Regions from separate parts of the Sus scrofa genome. Here region 1 is linked to region 2. Evidence: chromatin contacts called from public HiChIP or PLAC-seq data. All regions are on one chromosome and are shown on one strand. Each heading gives the region's core, a stretch centred on a gene start, on an enhancer-like site or on the middle of the called end of the contact. The rest is flanking DNA. Distances are from core to core; before and after follow the strand shown. Region 1 holds the start of TBX6 (T-box transcription factor TBX6). Region 2 holds the start of ZNF688 (zinc finger protein 688).

Region 1 (3,059 bases), core at 275-2,774, 490 kb after region 2:
GCCCCATCCCCTGGACCTCTGCCTTTCCCAAGAGACCCCCACCAGGGACACCTCCGGGGTCCTCTGACCCTGGCCCAGCCCCCTCACCTCCCGGCTTTGGTGATGATCATCTCTGTTCCTACGGAGTTGAACTCCTTCCACAGCTCCCGGTTCTCCAGGCTCAGGCTGACTCCAGGGAGAGAATGAAGGGCTTCTGGGGCTGGAGGGGGTGGCTCGGTGCCCAGGGCTGGGGGCAGTGGGGGTAGAGGTGGGGGCGCAGCCAGAGGGCGGGGAGCAGCTTCAATCCCAGAGAGGAAGCAATCCAGTTTGGGAGGGTCCAGATCTGGAGATGGGAAGAGAATGAGGAGCCAGCCGAGGGCCACAGCCCCCCACCCCAATTCCTGCCCAGGAACTGCTCCCACCGCTCATGCTCACCCGGGTAGCGATAGCTCTCTGCCAGGGCAGGCGGGAAGCTGGAATCTGCCCCGGGCTGGGGGGGCCCAAGGCGGTAGCTGGGCCCCAGGGAGGGGTACAGCTCCCGTGGATGGTACATGGAGTAGTCCTGTCTGGCCTCAGGTCACGCTGCCTAGAGTGCCCCGGTGCTGAGAGATGCCCGCTTTATAGCTCACAGCTCAGCCCCTTCCAAACCCAGGATCACAGCCCCTCCCCTCTTTGGGGCCCTGGAGTTGGGCTGGGGTGGAGACCCCTGGGGCCTGGAAGGGGTCCAAGAGGGGGCCGGATACCTGGGTATCCTCCCTTTCTCCCCTCCCCACCCCCCTAGGCTTCATTAGCCCCGACCCCCTGCCCCCTCATTACATAATTAACTCCTCGGCCTGATTGATCCCCGGGGCTCGACAGGGACGCAGTTTGGCGCTTCCGGCCAGCTGGTCCCCGTTCCCACGGGGGGAGCCCCGGCTAGGGATAAGCTACTGAGAGGCGGGGCCTGGGCCCAGGGATGGAGCTCGGAGTCCTGGCACAGACCTTGGCGCCCCAGACTTTTTTGGCAGGTGACCCCTCCACCCTTCACCTGGAGGGTGAGATGTGGAGGAACGAAGCATGACTGGAGGGAAGGAGCAGGGCTGGAGGGACGCGGCCTGAGCTCACTGGGGAATTCGAGGAGTCCGCAGCTGAGGCCTGAACCCTGGCGTCCTTCTTGGTTCCCATTCCGAAAACCCTCCACCCTCGGCCGAGTCTCAGAAGTTTAAGAGACGCCCGCAGCTCGACGGTCTCTTGACGGCTAGCACCTGGGTTTCCCAGAAGGTCCCGCGCTGGGGAGTCCACGGAACTACACTTCCCAGCAGGCCTAGCGCCTGGGTTCCGCGCGAAGGAGACAGGCAGATGCCGCTGTGGCCGCTGGAAGTTGTAGTTGAGACGAGGAGGGCGGTGAAACCGGCGGCGCCGTTGCCTCCCGGGAGAGCAGCCCCTAGGCGGCGTCTGAACTCTTAGGCTGAGAAGATGCAGATCAGCTGAGGTCAATGCCTCACGAGCTAGAGTGGGCTCGGGGAATCTCCACCGGCAGTGAGGTCCTTCCTGGGTGCCAAGATAGCTGAGCCCCAGGTGCAAAGGTTCTCAGCTTTGACCGCCGTGCCTACCCCACCCGGGATCCAGAAGGAAATGGGTCTGTAGAGACAGGAGTCTGCATTTGAGTCCCCCCTTCCCGGATTCCACGTGAGCCTGGGCTGTCTCCACTTCATTGTTTTATTATGTACAAACGCTACAGAACAAGGGGAGCAGACACGCGTGGGGTAAGAGGGGCCCGGTGGGAGGAGAAGTTCACAGGGCAGATGGCGCACTGGGGCCAAGAGAGCAGCACACAGGCCATGTCTATAGGGCAGGCAGGGCAGGAAGGGGTTAAAAACGAGATCCAAGCCAGCCAGATCGCAGGGAGGTGCGGGGGTGTCGTCCACCTTGTCCACCTTCTGATCTCCCACCAAGGTCACAGTGCATGCAATAAAATATATGTACAGGATCCTTCCTCGGCAGGGGCCCTGAGGTCCAGAGCTCCCTTCGGATGGAGGCAAGCCCGTGGCGCCCCCTGGCGGCCAGGCCGGGCTGGAGCCACAGGCGTCAGGAGCCAGGGTCAGTCCCAGCCATTGTCTTTGATCATGTGGTTGAGTTCAATGATGTACTTCCCCTCTTTGTACTTCTGGCTGCTCTCGAAGGCCTGTTCCTGAAAGGAGGGGAGAGGCTGTCATGCTTGGAGCTAGGGCCTACCAAAAGGAGCAGGGGTTGGGGAATGGATATGATTTGGCCCTGTTTAACGTAGGAGGAAACTGTGACCCAGAGAAGCCCAACCACCTGCCCATAGACACAGAACTGGTAAAGGGCAGGGCTGGGCTTCCCACTGACAGCGGACAGACAGAACTCTCTGAATCACAGCTACTTTTTAATTACTAATGTTGGCTCCAACAGAAAGGATATGGAAGTTTCCAAAAGATCCAGGGATTACAAACTGGTAGCTTGAGGGCCATTTGGGGCCTATACCTATGTTTGGTTTGGCCAACAGAGAGTTTAATATAAAGAACTTTAGAATACTAAAATATGGGGCAGGCTGTGCTCGCTCCAGTTTGCCAGACTGCCCCCCTCCTCTCCAGATCTATGCTGCCCTTTTTTGCAGATCAATAGTATCTGCTTGGCCCTGCAAGCAGCTGAGTTTCTGATGTCTGGATGAGGCCATCTCTTTATTTTACAGAGGTTCAGAGGCCAAACCAGAGCACATTTGTGGCAGGGCCAGGGGTGAACTCAGGTCAGGGTTCTGTCTCTGCCTGGAGCATCTGTCTCACAGAGGCCCCACTCTTGTCCTTTGCGGTTTTCCAGCAGCATCTTCTTTTGCTGCATCTAATCTGATCCCCCTAACAATCTTGGGTGCCAGGTGGTGGCTTGATCCTCCACTGCCAGATAAGGAAATGAGACTCAGGGTAGTGAAATCAAACCCCGAACGGCAGCAGGGGGCAATGAGGGCAGTGGAGAAGGAGGCTCATGAACCCACCACGCTCCATGTTGCTGTGGGGCCTTGGGCAACTTCTCTGATCCTCTGAATGGCAACAGAAGCTGGGGAGCAAGGGTTTGGAGTTAAAAAA
Region 2 (2,930 bases), core at 423-2,922:
TGGGAACTCCAACCAAGTGTAGACTTTTTGATGGTGTCCTTGAATAGATAGCACCAAGGGAGGTTATTCAATGGCTGTCTGCAAAGATCGTAAAGGGGCTCAGGATTCTAAGCTCCTGGAGGCTGGGCCCACCACCATCCTCAATGCCTGACACAGAATAGGGATTCAAGATTGTTGACTCCTCCCTTTTCCTCCACACTTCCAGGCTTTCCTTTATTGAGAATTTCCAGACAATGGAGTTTGCTTTTACTCCAGGCCAAGTTTCAAGACTTGTTAAGGCACCAGTCTTTGAGCTTCACTCCCAGGGGCCATATACTCAGCCATTCACGCTGCCTCCTAAGGCAGGCCAACGGCTGGAACACACTGCTAAATTTCAAGTTTTATCTTTTTCCCTGTCTTAGAATCCAGGGATGGGAGTAAGAAGAAAGGAGGGCAGAAGAGGCCCAAGCGAAAAAGCGATGGAGCATGAGGGGTTGTCTATCAAGGAGTGGTTGCCATCCAGTACACCACCTGGCCCAATCACAGAGCAAACATTCCAGAGTCCACAGCAACACCAGATCCCAGACGTGCCTGCAATCAACATCGCAGCTCATGGCAAACACTGGATGCTTAACCCGACTGAGGGCCTAAGGAGGGAAATTTCCCAGAAAAAAAAAAAAAAGGGGATTTGAGATTTGATGCTATCTTTGGCAATGTGCACAACTTTAAGAAGCAGGGTAAATAATGTAAGGAGGAAAGAAAGACAATTAGAAAATTCAAGAAGGGGGAGTTCCCGGCGTGGCGCAGTGGTTAACGAATCCGACTAGGAATCATGAGGTGGCGGGTTCGGTCCCTGCCCTTGCTCAGTGGGTTAACGATCTGGCGTTGCCGTGAGCTGTGGTGTAGGTTGCAGACGCGGCTCGGATCCCGCATTGCTGTGGCTCTGGCGTAGGCCGGTGGCTACAGCTCCGATTCGACCCCTAGCCTGGGAACCTCCATATGCCACAGGGGCGGCCCAAGAAATAACAAAAAAGACAAAAAAAAAAAAAAAAAAAAGAAAGAAAATTCAAGAAGGAATTCCCATGGTGGCTCAGCAGGTTAAGAACCTGACTAGTATCAAATGAGGAAGCAGGTTCAATCCCTGGCTTTGATCAGTGGGTTAACAATCCAGTGTTGCCTTGAGCTTCAGTTGAGGTCGAAGAATCAGCTTGAATCTGGAGCGGCTGTGGCTGTGGCTTGGTGTAGGCTGGTAGCTGCAGGTCCGATTGGTACCCTAGCCTGGGAACTTCCATATGCCAGGAAAAATTTTTTTTTTCAGGAAAAGTAAGCAGTTGACAAGAAAATCAATATAATAACAACATACATAGGATATGTTACTATCATTTATTGCATTAAGTATTGGGGAAAAGAAGGGAATGGGCTAGAAGTTAAATATCAAATAGACTAACAGGGTGCCCATAGTGTCTAAAATGAGTACAGGGAGTTCCCGTTGTGACTTGATGGTAAGGAATCTGACTAATATCCATGAGGACTTGGGTTTGATCCCTGGCCTCGCTCAGTGGGTTAAGGATCTGGTGCTGCTGTGAGCTGTGGTGTAGGTCGCAGATGCAGCTTGGATCTGGCGTGGCTGTGCCTGTGGCATAGGCCAGCGGCTGTAGCTCCGATTCAACCCCTAACCTGGGAGCCTCCATATGCCGAGGATGTGGCTCTAAAAAGACAGAAAAACAAACAAAACAAAAACAAAAAACCTCCCTCATTCCAATTCCAGCCTCATCAAGCACTTTCCTCCATCCGTGGCTCAAGTCCAGAGACTGAGCAAGCGGAGCTGCGGGTGGCTTCACAGCTGTGGGTGGGTTGGACTGCAAACCCACAGTACCTGGTCTCCATCTCTGCTGTCCCCACCTCCCCAGGGTTTGGCTGCAGAGGCTGGGGATGGCTTCTGGATCCTACCGCAAGGAGGTGTGGAGGGAAACTGGGATCCAAACCAAGCTCCCCAAAGCTAGGTCCTCTGTGGGTTCCAGAGTCCCCCTGATTGGCCGCGGTGCAGCATGGGCAGGGAGAGTGTTGGAAGCCTCCTGTCTGTCTATCTTTCTTTCCCTTTTAAGTTTTATTTTAAATTCTGTTGAAGTATAGATTGACAATATTGTGTTAAATTTGCTCTACAGCTAAGTGACTCAGTCACATACATGTATTTTTTCATAGTCTTTTCCATTATGGTTTATCACAGGATATGTAAGATAGTTCCCCGTCCACGTTTCTTGAAAGCTAGAAAGCTCCCCTCCGCCTCCTCTACTCCCTGCCGCCAGGCACTTCCCTCAAAACCCACCTGCGAGGCCATTGTATTTAAGGGCAAGTGAACGATGAAGCCAGAGAAGCCAGACCGGCGCCATGTTTGATAAGGTCAATGGGTGGCGCCCTTAAGGGCAACCAGTGGCAACTGAAGCCAGGAATATCGCCATATTTTCTGAAGGTACCTTCCGGGTCCCTCAACCCGGTTGTCTAAATCGAAGCTGCCCGTGAAGTGAATAAACACCGAGGGGGGTCTGTTTGTCCGCATCAGAATCCTGAATCCCAAACCGCCAGTCCTTGCTCCCTCAGTCCCTCGGCCGCGCTCGGAAGCCGAGGCTGGGCGGGGCCGGGTTCGGGAGCCCTTCCTGCGGACGACGAAAGCTGAGGCCGGGCGCGGGGACCAGGCGGCCGCTGCTCGGGGCTGGGAGGCCCCATGGCGCCGCCTCCGGCCCGGCTCCCGGTGCTGAGACCGGGGGATACTGGGCCGGGTTGCAAGAAGCCCGCGGCCGTGAGGTTCGCGGACGTGGCCGTGTATTTCTCCCCGGAGGAGTGGGGGTGTCTGCGGCCCGCGCAGAGGGCCCTGTACCGGGACGTGATGCGGGAGACCTACGGCCACCTGGGCGCGCTCGGTGAGGCCCCGGGTCAGAGCACCCCTCCACCTT

What was found. HiChIP or PLAC-seq counts read pairs in DNA pulled down with a chosen protein or histone mark.
Region 1: a contact with region 2 is called in an H3K27ac HiChIP or PLAC-seq map of alveolar macrophages. The contact joins the promoter of TBX6 here to the promoter of ZNF688 in region 2. A contact is called at or near these places in 1 of 5 promoter capture datasets (liver) and 1 of 2 datasets of contacts at active chromatin or transcription factors (alveolar macrophages).

The regions. Positions count from the first base shown.
Region 1 is chr3:18,276,340-18,279,398 of Sscrofa11.1, forward strand. It overlaps TBX6 (T-box transcription factor TBX6), which reads right to left and starts at 1,525. Exons shown (of 8, transcript XM_021088015.1): 1 at 1,007-1,525; 2 at 88-322. The coding sequence starts at 1,037. YPEL3 (protein yippee-like 3) reads right to left here. Exons shown (of 5, transcript XM_021088027.1): 5 at 1,660-2,149. The coding sequence ends at 2,060.
Region 2 is chr3:17,789,758-17,792,687 of Sscrofa11.1, forward strand. ZNF688 (zinc finger protein 688) reads left to right here and starts at 1,673. Exons shown (of 2, transcript XM_013992457.2): 1 at 1,673-2,897. The coding sequence starts at 2,702.